2 separate regions of the Salmo salar genome follow, and region 2 is linked to region 1. Evidence: chromatin contacts called from public Hi-C data. All regions are on one chromosome and are shown on one strand. The core of a region is the stretch at or near the end of the contact, and the rest is flanking DNA. Distances in the headings are between cores, read along the strand shown.

Evidence for each region. Hi-C and Micro-C count contacts between places; a contact is called where the count stands out from the background.
Region 2: a contact with region 1 is called in a Hi-C map of gill, with 2.5 times the contacts expected there. The contact joins the enhancer-like site here to the promoter of hig1a in region 1. A contact is called at or near these places in 3 of 3 Hi-C or Micro-C datasets (blood, gill and muscle).

The regions. Positions count from the first base shown.
Region 1 is chrssa12:60,819,117-60,826,277 of Ssal_v3.1, forward strand. hig1a (HIG1 domain family member 1A) reads right to left here and starts at 3,098. Exons shown (of 4, transcript NM_001140676.1): 1 at 2,955-3,098; 2 at 735-833; 3 at 387-521; 4 at 1-206. The coding sequence starts at 825. The coding sequence ends at 142.
Region 2 is chrssa12:60,906,677-60,913,837 of Ssal_v3.1, forward strand. The region is part of intron 3 of LOC100196653 (testis enhanced gene transcript (BAX inhibitor 1)); the gene reads left to right. Among protein-coding and RNA genes, the nearest start is that of LOC100196653, 9.1 kb to the left of the region's middle. Within about 2 kb of position 3,450, at least 1 of the 13 cell types and tissues checked has an H3K27ac peak or open chromatin away from gene starts, as enhancers often do. A contact at or near this core is called in gill, where this site is marked.

The DNA.
Region 1 (7,161 bases), core at 1,848-4,347:
AAAATAAATTACTTGCCATGAATGAAATGTTATTTTGACAGCTATAATCCATTCTATGATTTCTATTTCTAAGGGTAGAATGCAGAAATGGCAGGCGTGGAGCGTTTTCTGGTCATGTCACTTGCTGATTGGCTGGTAGGCTCACTTGCTGTCTTCACCTGGGTCCGTGGGTGCAAGGTATTGTTTGTACATAGAGTAGATCACCCCTACAAATAGACAAACATTACAGTCATGTTAGTGTTCCATTTCATGGTAGTGGTACGTGTATAAGGGCACAACACGGTCACAGTCTTGTGTGATACATGTTGCCCCTGTAAATTGATTAAGAGATATTAGCTGTTGGGCCTGTGTATCTGTTTTACAGCACATATTAGATTAGGACTTACCTAATGTCATTGCGCCTACTATAAAGCCTTGAGCTCCAACACGCATGTGGATGAGGTGGACTGACATCTTTGTGTCTCCTCGCGACTTGAGCCTCCACAGACCAAAGGCGACCACTGCAGCGCATCCTGCCATGCCTGTAAAAAACACATGGGAAATGCAATGATGGTCTGGGTGTATGATATCTAACCTTAGAACCAGGGTTGGAAAAGTGGATTACATTTTATTCCATGACTGACTAGGATTCAATCAAACATGCACTATGAAAAAGTTCCACTGCGGTGAAACCACCAACAGGACTCATGCTCTTGTAAAAATTGTTTATATTTTTTTTGTACAGCTTCACTTACCTATTGGGACAAACGGAGACTCCTTCGCTTTCCTCATAAATTTTGATTCATTCTCATCATCATATGTTGGCAAATCTTTGTTGGAGGACATGGAGACTGCTGGGAGGAGAGGCTGACATAAGGGAATACTGGCTTGAATAACACACAGTCCAACTTATATCCCTCACTAATTACAGTAGGTACTGTAGTCTTGTCATACACACTACTGTTGGTAAAAGATAATGTACAGTGACTTCGGAAAATATTCAGACCCCTCCACGTTTTGTTACAGCCTTATTCTAAAATTGATAAAAACATTTGGTTTTCCTCAATCTAGACACATTACCCCACAATGACAAAGCAAAAAACTGGTTTTTACAAATGCTTTCTAATTTATAAAAAATAATACAACTGAAATATCACATTTACATAAGTATTCAGACCCTTTACTCAGTACTTTGTTGAAGCACCTTTGGCAGTGATTACAGCCTTGATTCTTCTTGGGTATGATGCTACAAGCTTGGTACACCTGTATTTGGGGAGTTTCTCCCATTCTTCTCTGCAGATCTTCTCCAGCTCTGTCAGGTTGGGTGGGGAGCATCGCTGCACAGCTATTTTCAGGTCTATCCAGAGATATTTGACCAGGTTCAAGTCCAGGCTCTGGCTGGGCCACTCAAGTACATTCAGAGACTTGTCCCGAAGCCACTTGTGCATTGTCTTGGCTGTGTGCTTAGTGTCATTGTGCTGTTGGAAGGTGAACCTTCAGCCCAGTCTGAGGTCCTGAGCGCTCTGGAGCAGGTTTTTAATCAAGGATCTCTGTACTTTGCTCCGTTTATCTTTCCCTCGATTCTGACTAGTCTCCCAGTCCCTGCCGCTGAAAAACATCCCCACAGCACGATGCTGCCACCACCATGCTTCACCGTAGGGATGGTGCTAGGTTTCCTCCAGACGTGACGCTTGGCATTCAGGCGGAAGAGTTCAATCTTGGTTGCATCAGACCAGAGAATCTTGTTTCTCATGGTTTGAGAGTCTTTAGGTGCCTTTTGGCAAACTCCAAGCGGGCTGTCATTTGCCTTTTACTGAAAAGTGGCTTCCGTCTGGCCACTATGGTGAAGTGCTGCAGAGATGGTTGTCCTTCTGGAAGGTTTCCCATATCAACAGAGGAACTCTAGAGAGAGCTCTGTCAGAGTGACCATCGGGTTTGACCAAGGCCCTTCTCCCCGATTGCTCATCTCTAGGAAGAGTCTTGGTGGTTCCAAACTTCTTCTATTTAAGAATGATGGAGGCCACTGTGTTCTTGGGGACCTTCAATACTGCAGAAATGTTTTCGTACCCTTCCCCAGATCCGTGCCTCGACACAATCCTGTCTTGGAGCTCTACGGACAATTCGTTCGACCTCGTGGCTTGGTTTTTGCTCTGACATGCACTGTCAACTGTGGGCCCTTATATAGACAGGCGTGTGCCTTTCCAAATCATGTCCAATCAATTGAATTTACCACAGGTGGACTCCAAGTTGTAGAAATGTCTCAAAGATGATCAATGGAAACAGGATGCGCCTGAGCTCAACTTCGAGTCTCATAGCAAAGGGACTGAATACATGTAAATAAGGTATGTTATTTTTAATTCATTTGCTAAAATTTCTAGCAACCTGTTTTTTGCTTTGTCATTATGGGGTATTATGTGTAGATTTCTGAGGATTTTTTTGTTATATATATTGCTTTTGAATAAGGCTAACGTAACAATGTGGAAAGTCAAGGGGTCTAAATACTTCCCGAAGGCACTGCAAAGATTCTCATTTAATCATAATAAATGTATATTGCTTATAACAAATGTCCCTTTACCACACAACGCTACTTACCTACGTGACACAAAGCAGGAACATGCCTTGAACTTGTACATTTGAGTTTACTATTCAACTTACGTACAGTAGACTCGAGGGATGGACCGAGTTTAGAGCTTCACAGCCCGCTGGCTTGATGTGGCATTTTAAACTACGGCGTTTGACAATCATTTACAGTCACTGCTTTGTGTTAATGTATGTTTTTTATTGCAAGTTATTTGTCCTCGTGACCGTAGAATGTGACCTAACGTTGTAAGCTAGCTAGTATCCCAGACAAGGACAGAATCCCAGAAGACAGTCCTAATCATCTATAATGCTAGGATGGCGCATCATTTACAGTGAGAGTACAAATTATTACACAGCCATTCGAGTGAGCTTTATACAATTGGTTGATTACTTACATTCGATCTGTCGAAAGGTCCCGCTAAAGAAGCAATGTTTTGGCTGCGTTTGGGCGCTGTTTCAACCTCTGATGTCAAGCAAAGATAGTGAAGTCCTGCAACGATAGTTTAGTCAATTTTCTTTCCCTCGTTTCCGTATCACGCAATATTCTTATCGCGATAGAAAAGCTACGGTAACGTTAGTGTACCGTAATACACCGTAATAACGTGCATAAGGACAACATCGAATATTTGTATATTTTTTTCAACATACGATTTGATATGTAGGTAGGTTACAGTGATTTTTGGAAGCTATTCATTTGTTTATTTAAAATTAATAAAAGGTGCTGATTGATCAGTCAGCAAGTTATGCCTGGGTCATCAAGGTGTAGTAGCACAAAACATGGCACACACATTGAGCACAGAAAACAGCACAAAAGGCAAGGTAGAGAGAACAATACATCACGCGAAGCAGCCACAACTGTCAGTGAGTGTCCATGATTGAGGCTTTGAATGAAGAGATGCAGATAAAACTGTACAGTTTCACAGTTTTTTGCAGCTCGTTCCAGTCGCTAGCTGCAGACCTTTAATAGAATGTGACTGGCAGAACGGGTGTTGGATGAGGGCTGAAGTAGTTATCTCGGATAGGAGGGAGTGAGGCCCAAATCTCTGGCGATGCTTACGGTCTGAATACACACGGGGGTGCACGCGAGCTAAAACAAGTGTCTTGTGTCAACCAGAGAGGATCTTTGCCTCGACAGTTATTTATAATACTTGCCACAGTTTTTTAAATTGTATTGCTTATTTGCTGTTGTTGCAGTTACATTTATTGCACTCCGAGTTATTCCATTCCTATAAATAATGAAAGTCTCTGCACATACATCATTTCTACGTTCATATTTTTTTTACATTCTTCCTCAAACATCTATTCCATTTTACAGGTAGGCCAACTGGTGTTAGTCTACAAAGGGGTTCTCCGTGAAATACCTTATTTTCCCAAAGTGAGCAGTCTGCACTGCTGGACAGTGAGATTGTGTTAGGATTTATGTAAAATGGGAGGGTTTTTCTCTAATTTTCTTTCCTTCTCTCCCCCACCTCTCTGATTCAGAGGGGTTGGGTTAAATGCGGAATACACATTTCAGTTGAATGCATTCAGTTGTACAACTGACTAGGTATCCCCTTTCTTCTGTCTCCCTCAAAATCTCTCGATTTGGGCATTTTTGTTTGCTTCTCTTGTTTTATCACCTCTTTTTACTACGCCTCTCTGCGGGCCGTCTCGTTCTGTCCTTCTCTTATTCCCTCTTTCTCTCTCCTCCTGTTTCACTCTGCCCAGGCATCACAGTTTGCCTTCTAGGCCCCTTTTCCTGGAACCAGGGCTCTACAGCAGAGGCCACCTCAGGGCAAGATGGCAAGGAGGAGGGGGAGCAGTCTTCCTGCAAATCACATGGTACAGGAGGTGTCTTTACTTCATGAGTTCAACTTGTGGTCTACGATGTAGTTGAGATATAAATATATTTGTAACCAGGGGTATTAATCAAAAGGGACTACTACACCACTGTTTTAGTTAACTTCGCTATGTGTGTCTGATTGCCCCACCCTTGTGAGTTCTGGTGTTCTCTACTTATCCTGTCTCCCTCTCTTCAGCCCCCTCGTTCCTGCCAGACACTGAGGATCACGTGACCTCTGTATAGGTTTTCCATAAATTCCTCACATTCTCAACCAATGGGTATCCAGTATCACACCCTTCTATTTCCTTGTTACTTCACTGTTCTGCTGCCTGCACATGTGTGCTCTCTCTTCCTCTCTCCCTATAGGTCAATGTATTGGTTTACTGTATATAGTGCCAGACCAAGCCAGACCTCACACAATGCAGCACACACTGTATTGCTCAGGCATATCTGTGACAGGTTGTTGGAGTATGTTGTCAGAGAGTGAGATATTACAGTTGAAATCAGAAGTTTACATACACCTTAGCCAAATACATTTAAACTCAGTTCTTCACATTTTCTGACATTTAATCCTAGTAAAAATTCACTGTCTTAGGTCAGTTAGGATCACCACTTTATTTTCAGAATGTGAAATGTCAGAATAATAGTAGAGAGAATGATTTATTTCAGCTTTTATTTATTTCATCATATACCCATTGGGTCAGAAGTTTACATACACTCAATTAGTATTTAGTAGCATTGCCTTTAAATTGTTTAACTTGAGTCAAACATTTCGGGTAGCCTTTCACAAGCTTCCCACAATAAGTTGGGTGAATTTTGGCCCATTTCTCCTGACAGAGCTGATGTAACTAAGTCATGTTTGTAGGCCTTGCTCGCACACGCTTTTTCAGTTCTGCCCACACATTTTCTATAGGATTGAGGTCAGGTCTTTGTGATGGCGACTCCAATACCTTAACTTTGTTGTCCTTAAGCCATTTTGCCACAACTTTGGAAGTATGCTTGGGTCATTGTCCATTTGGAAGACCCATTTGCGACCAAGCTTTAACTTCCTGACTGATGTCTTGAGATGTTGCGTCAATATATCCACATAATTTTCCTCATGCCTCATGATGCCATCTATTTTGTGAAGTGCACCAGTCCTTCCTGCAGCAAAGCACCCCACAACATGATGCTGCCAACCACTTCACGGTTGGGATGGTGTTCTTCGGCTTGCAAGCCTCCCCCTTTTTCCTCCAAACATAACGATGGTCATTATGGCCAAACAGTTCTATTTTTGTTTCATCAGACCAGAGGACATTTCTCCAAAAAGTATGATCTTTGTCCCCATGTGCGGTTGCAAACCGTCGTCTGGCTTTTTTATGGCGGTTTTGGAGCAGTGGCGTCTTCCTTGTTGAGCAGCCTTTCAGGTTATGTCAATATAGGACTCATTTTACTGTGGATATAGATACTTTTGTACCCGTTTCCTCCAGCATCTTCACAAGGTCCTTTGCTTGTCACGACTTCCGCCGAAGTCGGCTCCTCTCTTTGTTAGGGCGGTGTTCGGCGGTCGATGTCACCGGCTTTCTAGCCATCGCCGCTTCATATTTCATTGTTCCATTTGTTTTGTCTTGTTCCCTGCACACCTGGTTTTCATTCCCTAATCACACTGCATGTATTTATTCCTCTGTTCCCCTCCATGTCTTTGTGTGAAATTGTTTGTTGTTATGTGGTTATTGTGATGCGCCAGGCTATGTTTCCGTGTTTGTGCACGTTGTATGTATGTTTATTTGGTACATTAGCTTTGGTGAGTGTTTTTCACGCTTTGCACTTTTGCCTTTTTGCTGGAGGTTTTCACGCAGTTTGCGTCCGTCTGTTTGTTCACTCCAGCCTGAATAAAGTGTGCGCCTGTTCACAACTCTCTGCTCTCCTGCAACTGACTTCGCCACCAGTACACACACCCTTGACATTGCTGTTGTTCTGGGATTGATTTTGCACTTTTCGCACCAAAGTACGTTCATCTCTAGGAGACAGAACGTGTCTCCATCCTAAGCGGTATGACGGCTGCGTGGTCCCTTGGTGTTTATACTTGCGTACTATTGTTTGTACAGATGAACGTGGTAACTTCAGACGTTTGGAAATTGCTCACAAGGATGAACCAGACTTGTGGAGGTCTACACATTTTTTTCTGAGGTCTTGGTTGATTTCTTTTGATTTTCCCATGATGTCAAGCAAAGAGGCACTGAGTTTGAAGGTAGGCCTTGAAATGCATCCACAGGTACACCTCCAATTGACTCAAATTATGTCAATTAGCCTATCAGAAGCTTCTAAAGCCATGACATCATTTTCTGGAATTTTCCAAGCTGTTTAAAGGCACAGTCAATTTAGTGTATGTAAACTTCTGACCCACTGGAATTGTGATACAGTGAATTATACGTGAAATAATCTGCCTGTAAACAATTGTTGGAAAAATTATTTGTGTCATGCACAAACTAGATGTCCTAACCGACTTGCCAAAACTAGTTCGTTAACAAGAAATTTGTGGAGTGGTTGAAAAATGAGTTTTAATGACTCCAACCTAAGTGTATGTAAACTTCCGACTTCAACTGTACATGTGAAGGTTAATTCAATGACATTAGTCCTCAGAGGCCATGATAAAACATTAGAAGCAACATATAGAAAACAGATATCATTGTGATGTCTACCATAAGCCTATTCATCATTGGCCGCAGTGCATTTTTTTGAATGTATATCACAATGACATTAATGTAATTCATTTATCCAATCTGCTGCCTAGTCACACT
Region 2 (7,161 bases), core at 2,200-4,699, 88 kb after region 1:
GGACCAACACAGTCCAAACATAGCATAGGGCATTATGTCCACTAGATGACAGCGAAGGGACCACTAAGACCCTACAGGAATTATGAAAAATCCATGTCTTCCTTTTAAACCAGGGTACTTAGTGGGCTGTTGTTTGTAAATCCCCAAACTTTCCCTTTGGGTTAGCAGTCCCCCTTTCTTCTAACTTAGGCCTGAACATGATCAATACCCATAGCTTGTAGGGAGGCAGGGTTGCCATGGTGTAAGTACTTGTAGTCCCTTGCCACGGTGTCTTTTTATTTTATTATAAAAATGAGGGGGTAGATTGGAAATGATGCAGGCAATTACATTGATGGAAGTTACAATCTATGGGGTAGTCTTTGTTGCCTACCTGTGTGGCGTACGTGTGTCCCGTTAAGCCAAGGTGGGGCGAAGTACGGGCCGTATCCCGCCCGCCGGGCACTTCAATCCAACCTACTAGACATTATTATAATTACATTTTCTTTACCCCTTTTTCTCCCCAATTTTGTTGTATGTAATTGGCAGTTAGTCTTGTCCCTTCGCTGTTACTCCCGTACGGACTCAGGAGAGGCGAAGGTCGAGAACCGCGTGTCGTCCGAAACACGACCCAGCCAAGCAGCACTGCTTCTTGACACAATGCCCGCTTAACCCGGAAGCCAGCCGCACCAATGTGTTGGAGGGAACACCGCACACCTGGCGACCGTGTCAGCGTGCATGCAGTATCCAGTATCTCTAGAGGCGTAGCTAGCACTGATGCAGTGCCTTAGACCACTGCGCCACTCAGGAGGCCCCGCGAGACATTTAAAAAAAATTACTCATTCCATGATATACAAACAACCTCCAATAGATGGCGCTGTAGCCTGGCAGGGTGCTCTGTATTTAGGCCTACAGTCAGAATTCAGAATGAGCTCAATCATCATAGCCACTTCATTGCTTGATGACTTTTGATGTGAAAAATGAGAAGTGGACTCTGAATGTCGTGTGTTTTTAAAGAAGAATGGACAGCAAAATACCTTTTTACTAATATTGGACATAAGGCGGTATGTCTGATATGCCAAGTTGGTGTTGCTGTTTTTAAGGAATATAATCTCAATTGTATTTTTCAAGCAAGCATGCTAACTACGCTAGACATCTGTCCTCTCAGGAAAAGGCAAGGAAGGCCTCAACTTGCCACAAACTTAAAAGCCCAACAAAATACGTTTACTAAACGGTGCTCTACTCAAGACTCTGTAACTAAGGCAAGCTACATAGTGTCACGTAAAATCGCAAAGCATAGCAAGCCTTTTGCTGAAGGGGAGTTTGTGAAATACTGCATGGTGGAGACTGCTGGTGTACTTTGTCCTGAGAGTAAAAGCCAATTCGAGACAATCTCCAGGCGCATGGAAGTGATAGGTGATGGGCTAATCTCCGAGTTGAAGAAAAAGCAGATGGCTTTGATCTTTTTTGTTTGTTTCTATAGCACTGGATGATAGTACTGACATCAGAGACGCTGCTTAACTTGACATTTTTGTCAGAGGAATAAATGAGAACTTCTTGCGTTGGACTCAATGATGGGAACAACCAGGGGCTCTGACTTGTATGACAGGGTGTCTGCCCGCTTGGGCTGTGGTGATTGGATAACTGTAAATATGGCTTGCAATTGAGATGAGAATTGTTCCTTAATCTGCTTTCAAAAACAAACCATTCCAAATGAAACCGATGCTCTTACCATATGTTTCACTCAAATTTGAGAATAGTTTTTTTTATACACCTACTGTTACATTTTGCATGTCTCCAGTCGTTTATAATATCTATTTTTAAGTTTGCATATTGTGACTAAGTTTGTACTTTACAAAGGTAGAGATGCAGGATCTGTGCGTGTTTTGACTCTGTGATGTTATAAATTATATCAATATTGTGAAATTTGTTCATAAAACAAGGGTAGAGATGGTACAAGGGTAGACTTGTTCTGCAAGCATATGTACACCTACAGTACACTAGTAGTTGCATGTCGATGTGGAAATGAATAAAGGCTTCACATGTTTTGTCACGCATATAGTAAGTGGCCCTTCACTTGGTTTCAAAAACTCAATGTGGCCCTTGAGCCAGAAGGTTTGCCCACCCCTGCACTAAGCGGTCTTGAAGGCGTCTCTTTGTCTGTCCAATGTAGAATACCTTGCACTGTGGACATTCCAATCGGTAGATGACATGAGTGGTTTTACAGTTAATGAAAGGCTTGACTTGATACTGCGTGCTAGTTGCATTCAAAAGAGCCCCTGGGTTTGTGTTCTAGCCTAATCTTTTGAGTTGCAATTTTACAATTGTCATTTAGCAGGCGCCCTTATCCAGAGCAACGTACAGGAGCAATTAGGGTTAAGTGCCTTGCTCAAGGGCACGTCGGCTCCGGATTCGAACCAGCAACCTTTTGGTTACTGGCCCAACACTCTTAACCGCTTGGCTACCTGCTGCGAAGGTAGTTGTGGACTAATTTGTTATTCAGGGTAAGACCTCTCTTAAAGCTTATGTCTGGTGGCTCTGGGAAGACTTTTTGTAGTAGCGTATCACTTTCATGATTCCCCAATTATTTTTAATGATTCTTTTAATGTTCTCTGCTTCAGTGCTACATTTTAGACCAAAGTACACTCTCTGGTGCATCACGAGGAGCTCCCCTCTACAAAAAGTCCTCTCTGTCAAGACGTCCAGTCCTTGTCCCTGCTTCTTTCAGAACCTGACTGCTGTAACCCTGGCTCAAGAAGTGAGACTCCCAATTCAGCAGATTTGACACTAGTCTGTTTACTGATTCCAAACAGTCTGCAGAATTTGCAAATCTCCATAAGCAATGTTCTCTCTTAGCCTTTTGGGGCTGTAAACTGTCTGTTCAGGGTCCTGTTGGTTCCAGACTTGGTGCAAGGGTACCGCTTGCCTTGCGGTAGCATAGAAGTCTATTGCTTTGGTGGCTGGAGTTTTTGACAATTTTTAGGGGCCTTTCTCCAACACTGCCTGGTATAGAGGTCCTGGGTGGTGGGGAGCAAGGCCCCAGTGGTGTACTGGGCTGTACTCACTGTTAGAGGTCTTCACAAGTCCAAAAAAACTTTTGCCACACGGAGTAGGCTCTGACTGTAGCCTATTGCTGCTTTGATGACTTATGACTGGCCAATAGCAAGCTACATGTGCAACGCTCTACTCGTGAAAAGGAAGAGCAGCAGCATAAATGATAAAATGTTTCCCCACAGCAGCAGTCATGTTCAGATCTGTACCAGTCCTTCCAGCCAAGTCAGTTAAAATTGCACATGCTCAAGACCGTAACAATCAGATCTGACTCAGACCCGTGAAATTATTTAGAATTCTGGATCTGGACCCGTTTGGGTCCTGGATCGGGTCACGGGTATTCGGGTACATGCGGATCTGAAAGCCCATGCCAAATCTTTTCAGCCCGCTGTGGGGGAAGAGGCACTATTATGCCCTCTAAACAACTATGTGGGTGTTTTTGGACTGTTAATTCCTTAGGGATGTGGACACAGAGGAACACAAAGCTCTTGACCCGCTCCACTACGGCCCCATCGATGTAGATGGGGGGGGGGCTCCTTTTGTCTTGGTGAAGTTGAGGGAGAGTTTGTTGTCCTGGCACCACACTGCCAGGTCTCCGTTCTCCCTATAGGCAGCGTCGTCGGTGATCAGTCCTACCATCATGTCGTCAGCAAACTTAATGATGGTGTTGGAGTCATGCACAGCCATGCCCTCATCGTTGAACAGGAAGTACAGGAGGGGACAAATGCCACGTTCAGAACAACTGGGAACAAACAGGTTTCTGTACCAAATATTAAGTTCTGCTTTTCTGATGTATCAAATACTTATGTCATGCAATAAAATGCAAATTAATTACTTAAAATCATACAATGTGATTTTTCTGGATTTTTGTTTTAGATTCCGTCTCTCACAGTTGAAGTGTACCTATGATAAAAATTACAGACCTCTACATGCTTTGTAAGTAGGAAAACCTGCAAAATCGGCAGTGTATCAAATACTTGTTCTCCCCACTGTATGCTCGCAGGCCAGGTAGTCTAGGCCTAGTTCTTTCTATGTGTAATCGGGTGCGCGTCTTTACTCAACATAGACAGGAACGCTCCCAAAAAAACTTGGAAATGGAATAAAATAACTAAAACTTGTTCCTCACAAGTGTAGCATAGGTTGTGAGCTCTTCAAACATCTTGTGTACTCTGACAATGAGAACAGGAAACAACTAGTAATAACCTATTGAATGCATTAACAGATTACCGTCACCAAACAAACATTGGAGATTAGAAATGAAGGTTAAATGTACTACTGGTTATGTATGAAATGGTGAATTGATGGACACTAACAATCAGAGGCAAACAATTCACACAATGAAGCGATAAAATAAATGCGAATGAATTGGGGGGGACTCTAAGCCACACTCCCCTTGACACATTTAAAATGTTTACCGAAGACACATTATTTCACACATACTGTAGGCCTAAGGAATTCTCTCACAAATGGTGTCAGGTCCAAAGCAGTAGCCATTGTATGGGGAACCAATGCAATTTCACTTATTTGATCACTTAAATTGATTGGCGCGCTGAGGAAAATACCCTTGTGGCACAGGTGCCTTACAATGCCAATGCATGTCTTAGAGTGATGACTGTGCCATCCCGCTGCCTCCGCAATGGATTAGTCTGAGACCGGCGCCAACAGACCAGTGTCTCGTGTGCCATGAAATAAGTCATTTGCAACTTCTCAATTCAAAAGTCTCAGTTGACTAACTGCCTATCGACCAGTTGAATTAATGGGTTCAGCCCTAATTCAGTCCCAGGTTCCTGAGCTTGGAGAGGGCTACGGTGTTGAATACTGAACTGTAGTCAATGAACAGCATTCTTAGAGGTATTCCTTTTGGTCAGGTGGGTGAGGGCAGTGAGGAGTGAAATAGAGATTTCATCATCTGTTGGGCCGGTATGCAAATTGGAATAGGTCCAGGGTGTCTGGGATGATGGTGTTGATGTGAGCTGTGATCAGCCTCAAAGCATTTCATGGCTATAGACATGAGTGCTACGGGGTGACAGTCATTTAACCTTGGCGTTCTTGGGGACGGGGACTATACGCGTCCTGGTGTTCCGTCTGGCCCCGCGGCCTTGCAAAAGTTTACTTGTTTAAAGATCTTATTCACATTGGCTAGGGAGAACGAGATCACCATCTGGAACACATGGTGCTCTCATGGCTCGTGTTGCCTGCTTAGAAGCGAGCATGGAAGGCATTTAGTTCGTCAGTTAGGCTTGTGTCACTGGGCAATTTCCCTTTGTAATCAGTGCAAGCCCTGCCACGTCTGTTGAGAGTCATAGCTGGCGTAGTGGGATTCGATCTTAGTCCTGTATTGATGCTTTGCCTGCTTGATGGCTTGTCGCAGGTCATATCGGGATTTCTTATAAGTGTCCGGATTAGTGTCCTGCTCCTTGAAAGCGGCAGCTTTAGCTTAGTGTGGATGTTGCCTGTACTCAATGGTTTCTGGTTGGGATATGGTCACTGTGGGGACGACGTCGTCGTTGCACTTATTAATGTAAATATTGATGACAACTCTCTTGGTAAATAGTATGGTCTGCAGCTTATCATTATGTATTCTAACTCAGGTGAGCAAAAACTTGAGACTTCCTTATCATTAGAGATTGCGCCACCAGCTGTTAAGACACACCCAATCTCTCATTGTCTTACCCGAATCTGCCATCCAGTCTTGACGATGCATAAAAAAACTGTGAGATGTACAGTACCAGTCAAAAGTTTGGACACCTACTCATTCAAGGGTTTTTCTTTATTTTGACTATTTTCTACATTGTAGAATAATAAGTGAAGACATCAACTATGAAATAACACACATGGAATCCTCTGACCACTGCCTGGCATAGAGGTCCTGGATGGCAGGAAGCTTGGCCCCATTGATGTACTGGGCTGTACGCACTACCCTTTGTAATGCCTTGCGGTCAGATGCCGAGCAGTTGCCATACCAAGCGGTGATGCAACCAGTCAGGATGCTGTCGATGGTGCAGCTGTAGAACGTTTTGATGACCCATGCCAAATCTTTCTATTCTCCTGAGGGGGAATAGGCATTGTCGTGCCCTCTTCATGACTGTCTTGGTGTGTTTGGATCATGGTAGTTAGTGATGTGAACACCAAGGAACTTGAAGTTCTCGACCTGCTCCAGTACAGTCACATCGATGTGGGCGTGCTTGGCCCTCCTTTTCCTGTAAGCTGAGTAAGCAGAAAATCCAGAGCTGCCGACTTGTTGAAATATACATTTTTGGCCAAATTGAGGTTAGTGATCGCAGTTCTAATATCCAGATGCTGTTCTCAGTCATAGGAAATTATGGCGGAGACATTATGTACAAGAAAATCTAAGATCAGCGTCACAAAATAGCAGAATTGGTCAGGAGCCTGTAAGACTGCTGCTATCCACTGCAGCGCCATCTTCACAGAGCAATTTCTAAAGCAGGAATTTCACTAGGACTGTCGGAGTGGTCTGAGTGGGGAGGGGGAAAACTAGCTGTTATTGTAGGATGGTTGGAACTCTTTTGGACCAGGCAACATTTTTTTTCTATTCCTCAATTGTCCAGTGGTGATCGTGTGCCCACTGAAGCCACTTCTTGTTTTTAGCTGATAAGAGTGGAACTCTGGGTGGTTGTCTGCTGCAATAACTCATCTTAGACAAGGATCGATGACTTGTGATTTCCGAGATGTCGTTCTTCACGCCACTGTTCTACTTCGCCGGTATTTATCTGTTTTGTGGCCTGCCTGCTAGCTTGCACTATTCTTGCCATTTTTCTTATGCCCCCCCCCAACGAGCTGTTTTCGCCCACAGGATTGCCGCTGACTGAATAATATTATTTTTTTGTCGCACCGTTCTCTGTAAACCCTAGACACTGTCGTGTGTGAAAATCCCAGGAGGGACGAGGTTTTTGAGATACTGGCTCCAGCGTGCCTGACACTGCTTTATATAGCAAGCCATGGCCACGTAACTCACTGTTTGTAGGAGCGATACGTTTTCATGAACGGGTGGTGTACCTAAAACTTCAGTGTGTCTGTGTGGGGGGGTAGATTTCACAAAAGATGGCCATATAACATATGATTGGTAATGCTTTGAAGGTTTTTCATTTAACTGGTGAATGACAATCACCATTG